Regions from separate parts of the Salmo salar genome. Here region 1 is linked to region 2. Evidence: chromatin contacts called from public Hi-C data. All regions are on one chromosome and are shown on one strand. The core of a region is the stretch at or near the end of the contact, and the rest is flanking DNA. Distances in the headings are between cores, read along the strand shown.

Region 1 (7,203 bases), core at 4,234-6,733, 65 kb after region 2:
AAAGCTAAGGTCAGAGTCAAGCCTAAAATACAGTCACCAGCAGAGACTAGGTTCTGTTTTGAGTAAATTCCAGTTCAATAATTTTTTAATTTTTTTTACATTTTAGTCATTTTTAGCAGATGCTCTTATCCAGAGCGACTTACAGTAGTGAATGCATACATTTCATACATTTTTTTTAATTTTTTTATTTCTGTGCTGGCCCCCGATTTTCAGGTACTTCCACATTTGTGGACATTTTTTCCATGGTCTCGTTCTTGAACCCAATGTTATGACACACACAGGTCACTAGCTAAGTGACTAAACAATATTGATGGTAAACATTTGTTTACGTGTTTACTGCCCCTTCCAAACACTACGTTCCTTTTTAATTGAGTTAAGCCCTTGGGTCGGCCAGCACGGCGGGAAAATAGCCCTAATCCTGCCATCTAAGATTAGCAGGACAGCAGACGTCAGCTTGTCCGTCGCTCCAGTCCAGGCTGAGGTGACTAGGTTGGCTTTTGTTGTTGTTGTCAGATTTGGGTCAGCTTAAATCTGGCCTTGAACTGTATTCGACACTGATGGGCCAACCTCAATTAAGTCATTTCTTATCTTGGCCAGATGTGGTCCTTCTAAACCTTGAGTTACGGGCTGGGGGTGGGATGGCTCATCAAGAAGGCTTTGACTCAGACAACTTGAAATGACACACTTCTTATTCCTTTTCCTGTTCCATCCCAGTATTTCATCGCAGGCTCTCAGTTCAGCTATCTGATCAACTGTAATCCCACAACTAATCCTTGCTCATTTTTAAGGTGCCATTAAAGGTGCCACTTTGGTGGCCTTTACGGTCGTGCCAACCTGTGGGACCATCCCAGAAGATGGATTTCACTCAGATTATAGACAGCCTACTGTATTGTGGTTGTCAGCCCTGGCTGCTTCATTCCACATATTATTATATAGGTTAGACTGACTGCATCATTACTGACCTCCAGTCATCATAATGGGCTATACTGTCCTGTACCAATGTTGGTCTGCATCATCACTGACCTCCATAATTAAGGGATAAGGCTAAATCCTATCTGTCCATTCGTTGCTGCATCATCACTGACCTCCAGTCATCATAATGAAGGGCTGTCCTGTCGCGTTGGCCCTGTAGGTCCACTCACGCCAAAGGTGGAACAGGCAGGCCGCTTCAGGGAGAGACTTTGGGGGTCAATCAGGCAGCTGAGGTGAGGTGGCGTTGGAAAATCTCTGTATTAATTAACCTTTATGGGCTGAGCCCTGACTATGGGACGTGTCCCGTAACCACAGAGACCAGCATGACAGGGTTCATACCGCTGGTCTCTCAGGGCCACTGTCATGGCAACCGGCAACGGCGGTCAGTTGCCTGAGTGTCAGTGTCTTGCCCTCCTGACCATGGCACAGCCACAATGTGACAGGTGCACCGGATCCACACACACACATACACACAGACACACACACATTTGGCAGATCAACCGAGCCATATTCTGTCTCTTCTCTGTGGAGGCCAATGTCAGTACTGAGGGAACATGTGCTGCCGTTGTACATAATAACCAGGCTCATGTCAAGTCAATGCAGTTCTGGTTTTTAGAATACCTTCAGGGCTTTTTTTTAAATGTCACTGACACTAAGAATGGAAGTGCGGGGTCTATATATTGTCCAGACAGGGATCAACTGGGGCAGGAGAGGGATCTAGCTGGGCAGGTGGTGATAATGCCAGAGCTCTCTATAGGCACCAGGGCAGCCAGGACTGTACCCAGGTGGGAGAGCATTCAGTCATTATACCCTCTGTGTGTGTGTGTGGGGGGGGGGGGCACTGAGTACCCAGGTGCTGTGTGAGAACGGAGACATGATAGTGTGAGATGCTCAAGTGCAGGAGGAGTGGTAGTAGGGAGGGAGGGGGATAATCCACTGAAATGACAAACTGCATAAGAAATGATGCACAACTCTCACAGGCCCTTCACTCTTGAACGACAGCGCAGAGACATCGCCACGAGGGGTTTACGGCTTGTAGACCTGAATGTTTTCGAGGTGGTGGGCTTGAATTTCCCATTTGAATAAATTCAGACCCTAATCTACATTTGTCGTTGTCGGTTCGGTTGAAAGAAAAAAGAAATGTGTGCAGTCAAACTGAAATGTTGCTAAGTAACACGGATGGTGGACAAGGTGTTGAAATTAATGTGATGTAGTGCTGCCGTGCTGCAAATCCCTGCTTCTCATGCTGTTTCTCCTCTCTCTCTCTCTCTCTCTCTCTCTCTCTCTCTCTCTCTCTCTCTCTCTCTCTCTCTCTCTCTGTCTCTGCTCCCATAGATCCCCGTCTGAGATCAATCTCGCTGACTCCTCACTCCTCGCCGCTCACTGAATAAGCCTATACCGGGCATTCTGGGAGCATCCGGTGTTCACAGGCACACAGGAATGGCAGCGAGGGCCGGATGAGAGCCCCCAAATGGCTCCCGTCATGGCCACAGTTTCTGTGTATTAGTGGCTTTTTCCACTGTGGATAAGGGATGACTTTACATTGAGCCCATGGATTCCAGTATCTGTAAAGACTAGAACCTGCCCATGTGCATACTTACCTCTTATCAATATCTGAAAGTACAGTACCTGATGACCTAGTGGACCTTGTTATTCCCAGTAGCAGTGCTGAACCATACCAGGGGATCCTAGTATTGAACATGACTCATGGGGAGGAGCCTGGCCCTGAGACACACACGGATTCAGCTGTTCTAACTTATCTGGAAGGTTTACTGATGCATCCCGTGGCGTCTGGGCCTGGGGCCACGGCAACCCGGAGATCAGAGGCTGCCCGAGGGCACGGCAACCAGGTGGAGCAGGTCAACAAGATGGCCCGGCCCTTCCAGCTGCCCAGCCACGGCCCCGCCATCGTCACTGTTCAGAAGGCCGGGAACGGCCCTGCCCTGCACCATGGGGTCTCCCAGAACCTGAAGAAGGCCCGGCTGCTCCGCTCAGGGGCCTGGAATGAGCCTGGAGCCCAGAGGCTGAGCTCCCCCCCTGTGGAGCTGCCCAGCCAGGGGGGTGGAGGAGGCCTGCAAAATGGGGCCTTGGAGGGCTCTCCTCACGCTGGGGAGAGCACCCTGCTGGCCTCCCTGCTCCAGTCCTTCAGCTCCAGACTGCAGAATGTAGCCATGTCGCAGCAGTCCACCAAACCCCCCAGCGAGCGCTCCCCGCCCACCGAGCCCCCTCCTGCTCCAGACAAGGAGCGGCTCCCCTGCTACGGCATGGCCTCCAGCCGCCTCAAGGGCCTGATGAGGAAGAGCAAGATGCAGAACCACAGTAGCACGCCTTACAGCCGGCAAGGACACGGCCACAGCCAGGACAGGCCCTCTGAGTCCCCCTGCTCGGTACAGAGCAGCACCCCTCCTTCTACCCCTACCGCTGCTGCTGCTTCCACTGATGCTCAGTCCTGTGCAGAACGGCTCAAGGCTGTGGCCAACCTGGTAAAGATCCGCTCCAGCCCCGCCCCCTCGCCCAAGCCCAGTGTGGCCTGCAGTCAGTTGGCCCTGCTGCTGTCCAGTGAGGCCCACCTGCAGCAGTACACTAGGGAGCATGCACTCAAGGTCCAGCACTCGGGCCACTCGGCCAGCGAGAGACTGGCCGCCATGGCAACGCAGCAGACCCAGGACAAGAGGCCGCCCAGTGTGGGAGAGGCTCCGCCCACCAGCACCAGCACCACCACCGTTGCCCCAGACGCGCTAAGCTCCTTAACTGCCCAAAACAGGACAGCGACAACAACACTCCCCCGACTGGCACTAAACTCCAGCTCAAGGCAGCGGAGCCCCTCCTCCCTGCTGCCAGCCCACAGTTCACCCTGCCCCACCCCTCTTCCTCTGCCCCTCACCCCCCACACCGACACCCAGACCCAACCCCAAACCCCCACTACTGAGAAACGTGGCTTTGACTCGCGCCCCGCCAGGCCCCCCCAGACCTGCAGCAGCCTGCTCCTGCTGCTCCTCAACAACCACAACAACCAGAAGCAGCTGACTAAGAACGGGCACCTGGAGGACGACTGTGGGGTCCTGCCCCCTAGCCGCGGCTCCTCAGTCACCTCCGACAGCGAGTGCTCCGTCCAGGAGAAGAGCCTGGCCAAGAGAGAGGAGAGCTGCAGCGACGCAGAGAGCTCCTACTCCAGCTGTTCTCCCATTGACCTCTCTATGAGGAGCAGGGCCAGCACCAGAGCCCCAGAGACCAGGCCTAAAGCCACCTCCCCCTCCACCTCTGCTTCCTACTCTTCCTCTTCTACTGCTTTCTCCTCCAGCTCTTCTTCTGCTATCTTCTCCTCTGCCCCTACTGTCTTCTCTTCCTCCACTGCTTTCTCTTCCTCCTCTACCGTTCTCTCCTCTTCCTCCACTGCTTTCTCTTCCTCCTCTTCCTCCTCCTTAGACAAACTCACTGAGTCCCTACTAAACAAGTGGAAGCCAGATCCCTCCGGTCCGAAGGTCCCCCAGGTTAAGAAGGAGATTGAAATGAGCCCAGACCTTAAGTCCCACCCCAGGGTCACTCTCATGCAGCTCCTTCTGGAGCGCAAGAATAACGACAAGGTAAACAAAATTGTGGTTAATCCAGATTTGCAGCATGATGCAACCCTGTCCAGTCTGTCACGGGGCCCACTTAAATCACTGGCCCCCTGGGAGGAAGTAAGGACACAGAGCCCTCTGGACAGATCAGGCCTTCCATTGTACTCTCTCAGCCGAGACCCCAGCAGCACCCCATCCCCCTACCCCTCTCCCCATGTCCAGTCCAGCCCTCTGGATCTATGTAAGTCTAAACCCTTCCCTGCTGAGAAAGCTGCAGATGAGCCGGCGTTCAGCGCCAGTAAACTGTTACAGAACCTGGCCCAGTGCGGCACTGCCTCGCCCTCCCCACCCATGGTTCCCAGCAAAGTACCCAGACGGGAGCTGGAGGTGGGTGGTGGCAGGCCTCTGGCTCTGCTGGAGAGGCTCAATGCCCCCATCCAGAGGAACACAACAACTACCCCCCTCTCAGAGAGGCCCTCGGGCAGCGGCACACCGTCGTTCGGTCGCCGGGGGGAGGTGTCACCCACCTCGTCCCAGATCGAGAACCTTTTGGAGCGTCGCACAGTACTGCAGCTCCTGCTGGGAGCGAGCTCCTCCTCTGCCTCCTCCGTGGCCTCAGCCACCCACAGAGACAGAGACAGGTCTGGTGGGAGGTGCAGTGTGGAGACGGCAGCGGGGAGCTGCTATGAGAAGCCCCCTGGCACTGTCATCTGTGACAGATCCAAGGGGCCCTCGGCAGCAGAATTCAAGGTTAAAACTGAACCGGGGGAAGAGGTCCTAGGCCTGTTGTCCTCTACAGTGTGTCAGGATGTGACGAGCAGAAAGAGACGGGGAGGAGGGGGAGGAGGGTATGACGACAGGCACAGCCCGCTCTCTGAACCCCAGCAGGACCTAAAAAAAGAGCCCCGGCCCACAGAGGTCATTGCTAAATATGGCCTCCTCAGCCAGCTCCTAAAACAGCAGAGCGCTACCTACTACACCAGCCCTACACAGCCACACACAGATCGCCGGCCCAGCCCTGTCCCTGTGAAGGAGGAGCAGAGAGACTACCACCACCAGGGGCCCAGCCCTAAAAAGAGACGGCTCTGCTCAGAGCTGGCTATGAGCCTGAACAATGGCAGCCCTCAGAGGGCCGTGGTGGACATTGGAAGCAGCCACAGCAGCCTGGTCCATAGCCAGATACAGGAGGAGCCTGATTACCACAGGGGCCTCAGGAGCCCTAATGAGGAGGAGGCCCCAGCCAGGAGCCTCAGCAGTGAAGCTCTTCTCCCTAGGGAGAGCCGGGGCTTCAACGTGCTCAAACAACTGCTCCTGTCTGACAATTGTCTGAAGGAGCTGTCCCAGCCCCGGGGAGTCCCTAGCCCCTCTGTCCCCTCTGTGCTGCAGACCAACGGTAAAGCCAACGGGAGCGTCCTCAACCTCAATCAGTCAGGCTACAATCAACACGACCTCCTCAACCTGCCTACCCTGCCCTGGCACCACCCCCATAGCTCCCTCAACTCAGGGCCACCCAGCCACCTCAGACCCCTGCCCACCCCCCAGACAGGGGACATCAGTCAACGCTCCCCCTGGGGGCGACACACAGCCCCCCCACCCCGTCAGGACTCGCCCAAACGGTACCCCACCCCGGTGAAACGGGAGCCGGAGAGCCCGGTGCAGTGGGCAGGTCGAGACCAGGCGGAGGAGGGCTGTGACTTGAGCCCAGACTCCCCCCGGCTCACCCGCTCCAACCCCATCCTGTACTACATGCTGCAAAAGGGTAGCGCTCAGCTGAGGAGGGAGGGGAGGGACCAGGCGGAGGGGACCCAGGGGTCAGGGCCAGGGGGAGTGAAGGTGAAGGAGGAGCCAGGTAATGATGGCCATGATGCCTATGAACACAAACTGAGCTCTGCCACCACCCAGCACTCCTCCCTGTCCCCTCCCTACAATAACGACAAGCACAGCCACAAAAACGACAGGCTGAGCGACTCATCTGACAAATGGTAGTTTTAATGACTTTCATTAACTAAAACATAAAAAATTGCCAAATTCATTTGTAGTTAGATGAGAAGAAATAACAACAAGGAATGCAAGAGTGAGGATTTTGAATGAAAAGAACCGAGCAAATGAATTCAAGGCATTCTTTTCATTACTGTATCATAATTATCGATGGCTCGGTTTACGGAATGGGTGGTACGATATAGCTCTACTTCAACAGATTGTCAAATCACTTGCACCAAAATTAGGTAATTGTCAAATTTGAACATGCCCACTGGTGATTTCCATACAGTATGTATTTCACATTCTTAAATGAATGAAGAAAGCACCTTTCAAAGAAGTTGTCTGGTTTTACTCCAATGATTTGTGTCTGTATTGCACACATATCACTATTCGGTGTCCTCTTTGTTGGCACCTGTAAAACATTGATCAAGAACATTTCCAGCTACCTTTATTATTGATGACTCCAAAAATCACTGCATCTTTATTTATTTTCCCAACAGGAAGTTTTCAGATCGACAGAGAGCATACATTTTTGATCAAACCCTAAATATAGTCATACCAGGGCAAGCACAGCAGTACATTAAAACATACACGATAGAGACATGTTTAAAGGAACATCCTGTGAACAATGTTCATAATCAAATCTACTAAAGGTACCTACAGTTCAGTTCTGTTAGAGGGCTCTGTATTG
Region 2 (7,188 bases), core at 367-2,866:
TTCAGTATTACTGTGTTACATGCAGAGTTCTTAATACAGCCACAAAAACAGCCACAGGCTGTCCTTCCCTTAGGGTCAAAGGTGGAAGTTCTGTGAACCACATTTCTGTGAAAAGCTTGGGGGCAGAGGTCAGGGCAGTTCTGGTGGGGGAAGGAATAAAAGGGAGGATATTGAATCTCCATTCATGTGGCATTTGAGGTCAAAGTTCAAAGATGAAAGGTCACTTAAGTTCAGAGGTTACGAGGGTAGATACCGTAAATTGCTGAGGCCGTTTGCTCCCCCGAACCTAAAGGCTGACATCTCAGTGGTCAAGAAGAACATTCTTGATGTATGGTGCACGTTTAGTAAGACAAAATAAATAGCACAAAAGGATCTCAAAGTTAAGCCTGTTTTCATGTGTAGTATCTAGTCAGACAGTGACAATAAAAAGCCATCAATTTAGACAATACAAGGTTGATATGAGTGCCAATTTGGACTGAACTTTAGTCTCTGAGTCCTACATTAACCTCAGTTACACTGTAAAATGCTAATTAAAGGTAAGACATGCCGTGAACAATGACCTTCTAAGGTGCTATACAATTTATCGCAGTGACAAGTTGAGTGTCAGTTCTGTTTATTAAACTAACATTGAATTAAATGACTATTTAACCATTATGGCGAGGTTACATTCAGTTATGAGGCACATTATCCATTGGTTAACCTAAATGCTGTAGCTGTGTGTGTGTGTGTGTGTGTGTGTGTGTGTGTGTGTGTGTGTGTGTGTGTGTGTGTGTGTGTGTGTGTGTGTGTGTGTGTGTGTGTGTGTGTGTGTGTGTGTGTGTGTGCGCGTGTGTTTGCGTGTGTTTGCGTGTGCACCTGTGTGCGTGTATGTATGTGTCCTGTTAAAAATCTGTCTAACCAATAACATGGAATTAAAACAATAGTGAAAATCAGTGTGGTGGGAGAACTGTATTGCCCCCCTACACACCCACACTCTCACCCTCCAGGCCCCCAGTCTAAAAATAAAAAGAGTTTCTCTGGAAGAAGGGCTGTGCAGAAGAGAAGTAGGTTATGTTGTGTTTTTATTCATGACAGAAAACAGAGATGTTCCCCAGGTCCTCTGAGACATTTTGTTCAAGGCCAAATGAGATAGAAGACTGTGGGCCATCATAGTAGATACCACAGACATTATATCACAGAAAAAAAGAGCTACGGCTAAGTAATAGTGGAAATTCATAACGTACTCTACTAAACTGCCCAGACTATCAGTATAATGTAATACAACCATTAATGTAAAAGCCTGATTGTGCTAATTTTTAAAAGGCAACAAGTTTTTTGTTGTTGATTGTTACATTTTCATTCTATTTCCTTTGATCTCATCCTTGCTGTCTTTCAGAGGTTGCAAAGAGTTTGTAAGTAGTCCCAATTTATAGACAGTTCATTATTTGATAATTATGTATACAACATTAATAAACACATTATTTAAGTGTCTATAAACCATAGGCTATAAAACTGATTGTATACTACTTTTAAACACAATAAACCGCAAACGTTTTCACTAAGTCTAACGATACATTTGGAGAGGGGCAGGGATCGGTCGATAATGCCACTGCTCCTTTAAACTGCTCCTTTAAGGGTGGTGTCAGTGGCAGAGAGGAGGAGTGTCGCCTCTGCTGAGTGCTCCGGAGCAAGGGGATTCCGAGAATAAGCAATTCCGTCTGATTCGACTTCAGGTCGCAGAGCCTGATCACTTCGATCCAAACCCGAGGCATTTTGGAATAAATCATCAATTTTTCATAATTAACCCGCGTTCGAGAAATCCGACCTTTTCACCGAGACTATCCGAAGGATTTCCTCCTTTCGAATGATAATGCACCTTTTCGCTTGAGTGGGGTCCACTGTCAGCCAGTGGGGTAGACAAACCCAAGCAGGTACGTGCCGAGCTAAATGTACAGAATAGGCTGTGAAATGAACGACTCTGTAAAATCCGCGAGGGCACAAACGGGGTGTGTGTCATGGATTTAACATGTTTACAGCATGTTTTTGAGGGTTGAAGGATGTTTGTGTCTCGAGCCTTAGTCTCTGGGCTCATAGCGGTGTGAAAACGCTGCGTAAAGAAGTCGTAATAAACCAGCCAGTGCTGTGGTAATGTCGTTTCCATTTTGTTAAATGGCATCGGGGTTACATTATAGCCAGTTTGAGATTATTTCCTTGTCGACCTTAACAAAACGCATTACCGCACGTAGACATGTAATAGCTATTTGCCATAGAAAGCGCCAATGTTATGTCGCCTAAATCTAATGACTCAAATACGAATCATGTAGCTTGTTCGTGCTGGCTACTTTGCTATTCCGTATTTTTCTCACATTGTTACATTGTCCATTCATTGTTGTGACACTGTTCATTTGTTGTTATAGTGTTTGTTGTTACAATTGTTGCACTGTCCTCGCTGTAGTCTAGCCTACGTGTAAAAATTATAGCCTACAAAATGATAGGCCACGAATACATATGTTCTGTTTAACCTGCATTACAATGCTGCATAGGACTAGTACTAAATGAAAGGCGCATAGCCACTGCCTACTAATACAGATAATGAATATTATTTCTATGAGCATTAGTAAATAGACCCGGTATTGATATTATGACTGTCAACATCAATTTGGCTCTTTCGTAGTCTGCTCCAATGTAGCCAAATTAGTAATCATTTCAGAGTTTTGATTGGTGTAGTTTAACGTTATAAATGCATTATAATGCTTCATAGTTAAAACTGGATGCTGATGATTTTCAATTAATCTGTTGTGCTTCCTTGTTCCTTGTCAAAGGTGACAAAATGTTTGGCATTGCACGCCTCAAATGTTCATTCATCATTGGCACAGTGTCTGGAATAATGTAGGCCTACCGTAGTTTTTTAGTCACTTCATTTTTTGAGTTTTCAATATTCAGTTCATATACCAGATTTTAAATTAGCATTGTGGATTTCTACACAGAAAGTACTGGTGACATTGTATTACTACTACATTATTATTATTATTATTATTATTGTTGTTGATTATTATTATTATTATTATTATTATTATTATTATTATTATCTACATCTTATATATTCTTTAGTTTGCTATGGTTTAATTCAATATCTTAGCAGTAGGCTACTGACAATTGACAGGTAGAATGGATTTGAACTATTCCACTGTTTGGAGTAGTCATCACCAGATGCCCTGTAGCTGCATTTGACCATTAACCTAATGTAGCAGGCATGAAAGAAACGCCTGAAACTAGATCCCCTACATACTGGTCTTGATGAGAAAAAAATGTCAGGGAACATTCTCTTCTGCACTGTTCAACCAATCCAGCAAATGTGGAGGAGGAGTTAATATGGAGTGCCGCCTTGTTAACTTCCAAATGCGGAAGTCCTGTCACAGGCTCTCTTTCCATTTCCCCTGAAAACCGGAACATCCGATTGTTGGGGACTCTGCAGAGGCTATTTGACCATGGGATCGGTGGAGAGGCAAAAAGTCAGGGGTTGAAGATTAGCCAGCGGAGTCACAGGAGAGAGAGAGAGGGCATGACCTCACTGTTATTTCAGGTGTGCTTAGCCACCCTGGCAAAACTTCCCCCCCAACAACAAACCTGTTTACTTTTCATCATTTGGAACACATCAACACATTCAATTGTGTACTAGGCCTACTTTTACAGCAAACCGGGGTGGATTAGCCAAATATAGGCCTGAGCGTTGTTGAAGTGAACTTGGCTGACTTTTGAAAAGTTTAAATACTCAGCCTGTCTGGGGGTCTGGCTTTTAGCCCTCCCTTTCTGGAGTGTTTCAGCTACTTAATTATTTGACCTGATCTTGTACAGGATGTTCAACGGTAGCTGTGTATAGTCCTCTGTACTGGAGCCATAGATAACTAAAACCTCCACATTTAACATGTTCTTGCTCTTGAATAGGCTAATCTGGTGCACATGCCAGCCATATTCCTCCTACACTGAGCTAGTGTACTGTACTCTACACAACTTGTTTTGCTGTAGCCGTGGGTTGTTGTCTAGGGAGCTACTGATGATGATTGATGTGCGGTATCCCGCCACAGAATCAGAGGATATTTAAATTAGAAATATGCAAATGATGTTACATCTGCTGAATGCTCACAAGACTGGACTCTGGACCCTGGTCTAACAGATCAAGGTTCTGTTTCCCCAGGACAACAAACCATCTGTCGTCCCCGAAAATGGGTGTTACAGTGTTGTAACAGTGTTGCTACAGTTTTTGCAATTAATGCACTTTGCTGTAGTGTATGTATTAAAATTAGGGCCAACCCAATTTTGTCGACTGGTTGATTGTTTGGTCGATAGGCTGTTGGTTGACCGAGATTTCTTAAGTCGAGCAGTCGCAAATTCGTTTTTTCATGGTGCACGAGACACCTGTCTGATTCACCCCTGTCTCAGTGGACTAATCCATTGCGGAGGCCACAGGGATGGTACAGTCCATCACTCTAAGACGTCATACTGAAATTGTATATAGTTATATTCTGTAAAAATAATGGTGCAACACAAATAAATCACATATTATTTTATAACAAATGCGTTTTTTCCCGTGTTGGATATGGTCGCTGTCTGAAACATAATCTTCAATGCGTGGAAAATTGCCGCCTTTCCCTATGTTGCTATGTGCATAATAGGAAAGTTAACCAGCATATTGGGATTGAGAACAATGCGGTGGATGCAGCAGCAGCCGAGAAGAGGAAACAGCCCTTGCATTTATTGTCTAAGAAAATTGAGGAGAGAGAAAACCCCAACTTAATTAGGTCTATAATCAATAGCCTAACTCTTAAATGTGCCTGGCTTTATAAATCATCCATAAAAATCTACAGAAATAAGACATATCTTGCTTATGTTGCCTGTTTGAGTGTTTGTTTAATAGCCTACTGATTCCGTCAGCACCAAGCCTCATGCAACGGCAAAATGTCAGATAAAGCAATTTCACAGATTCGCCTGTTTTTAATCTTTGCTATGCTGAAATAAAGGCTTAACCATTTTATTTCATTAAAACAGACTGGTATTGCTTATAATTTATTTAGTGTTGTTTTCACTGTTCCAATCAGGCAGAAAAATATTATTGTAATCTAACAGCATCTGTTTGTCACACATAATATGCACATAGCTCACGCTCTTATACCCTCCTTTTTCTTGATCTGCTTCTTATTGTCATTCTAAAAATGATTATTATGATCGTCATCAATAAGTGTAATTTTCATTACTTAGCCCTTTATTTCAATACTTCTATACGTATCTATATACTGTTTCAATCATTCATGTCATCACACAGCATTATGAGTCATTCATGATTTAAATTCAATCAAGCATTTTAGTTTTAAAATGAAATAACAAAGGGAGTTTTGGATAATTAGCCTAAACAATAAATCAATCGCAAGTCACGAATGCATGCAACTGTTTTTAGTCTTCTGTAATAAAGGCTTTATTCAGTACCAGTGAAAAGTTTGGACACACCGACTCATTCAAGGGTTTTTCTTTATTTTTACTATTTTCTACATTGTAGAATAATAGTGAAGACATCAACATGAAATAACACATATGGAATCATGAAGTACCCCAAAAAATGTTAAACAAATAAAAATATATTTTAGATTTTGATTCTTCAAAGTAGCCACCCTTTGCCTTGATGACAGCTTTGCACGCGCTTGTCATTCTCTCAACTAGCTTCACCTGGAATGCCTTCCCAACAGTCTTGAAAGAGTTACCACATATGCGGAGCCCTTGTTGGCTGCTTTTACTTCACTCTGCGGTCCAACTTACCCCAAACCATCTCAGTTGGGTTGAGGTCGGGTGATTGTGGAGGCCAGGTCATCTGATGCAGCACTCCATCACTCTCCTTATGGTCAAATAGCCCTTAAACAGCCTCGAAGTGTGTTGGGTCATGGTCCTGTTGAAAAACAAATGACATTCCCACAAAGCGCCAACCAGATGGGAGGGTGTATCGCTGTAGAATGCTGTGGTAGCCATGCTGTTAAAGTGTGCCTTGAATTCTAAATAAATCACAGACAGTGTCACCAGCAAAGCACACCCACACCATCACTCCTCCTCCTCCATGCTTCACGGTGGGAACCACACATGTGGAGATCATCCATACACCTACTCTGCGTCTCACAAAGACACTGCGGTTGGAACCAAAAATCTCAGATTTCCACAGGTCTGATGTCCATTGCTCGTGTTTCTTGGCCCAAGCAAGTCTCTTCTTATTTTTGGTGTCCTCTAGTAGTGATTTCTTTGCAGCAGTTAGACTATGAAGGCCTGATTCATGCAGTCTCCTCTGAACAGTTGATGTTGAGATGCGTCAGTTACTAGAACTCTGTGAAGCATTTATTTGGGTTGCAATTTCTGACATTTTCCGGATTGACTGACCTTCATGTCTTAAAGTAATGATGGACTATCGTTTCTCTTTGCTTATTTGAGCTGTTCTTGCCATAATATGGACTTGGTATTTTACCAAATAGGGCTGTATAACACCCCTACCTTGTCACAACACAACTTATTGGCTCAATTGCATTAAGAAGGAAAGAAATTCCACAAATTAACTTTTAACAAGGCACACCTGTTAATTGAAATGCATTCCAGGTGACTACCTCATGAAGCTGGTTGAGATAATGCCAAGAGTGTGCAAAGCTGTCATCAAGGCAAAGGATGGCTACTTTGAAGAATCTCAAATATAAAATCTATTTAGATTAGTTTAACACTTTTTTGGTTACTACATGATTCTAAATGTGTTATTTAAAAGTTTTGATGTCTTCACTATTATTCTACAATGTAGAAATTAGTAAAAATAAAGAAATACCCTTGAATGAGTAAGTGTGTCCTAACTTTTGACTGGTACTCTATATATCTTTTATTTTTCGTTAGAACAGACTCTCTGGTACACTTATTTATTTCGTATTGTTTACACTGTTCCTGGTCAGAAAAATATATAATATTGTAATCTAACAGCAACTGTTTGGCACACATAATACTCACGCAAAGCTTGCTCCTATACTCTCTTTTTTCTTGAGCTCCAGCAGTTTCTACTACTAAGTCAATTGACTTCCACAGAATTGACTTCCCCTTTCCCTCCTGAGCAGCCAGTAAACATTTGCCCGTTTCGAGTTTATTTTTCACGTCCTCCGCACACATTTTGCTGTCACATGTTACTGTGTTTCGGAGTTT

The links. Hi-C and Micro-C count contacts between places; a contact is called where the count stands out from the background.
Region 1: a contact with region 2 is called in a Hi-C map of muscle, with 2.0 times the contacts expected there. The contact joins the enhancer-like site here to the promoter of LOC106603552 in region 2. A contact is called at or near these places in 2 of 3 Hi-C or Micro-C datasets (gill and muscle).

Annotation. Positions count from the first base shown.
Region 1 is chrssa04:53,913,093-53,920,295 of Ssal_v3.1, forward strand. It overlaps LOC106603552 (nuclear receptor-interacting protein 1), which reads left to right. Exons shown (of 2, transcript XM_014197394.2): 2 at 2,308-7,203. The coding sequence starts at 2,673. The coding sequence ends at 6,518. Among protein-coding and RNA genes, the nearest start is that of usp25, 32 kb to the right of the region's middle. Within about 2 kb of position 5,484, at least 1 of the 13 cell types and tissues checked has an H3K27ac peak or open chromatin away from gene starts, as enhancers often do. A contact at or near this core is called in muscle, where this site is marked.
Region 2 is chrssa04:53,851,971-53,859,158 of Ssal_v3.1, forward strand. LOC106603552 (nuclear receptor-interacting protein 1) reads left to right here and starts at 1,617. Exons shown (of 2, transcript XM_014197394.2): 1 at 1,617-1,910.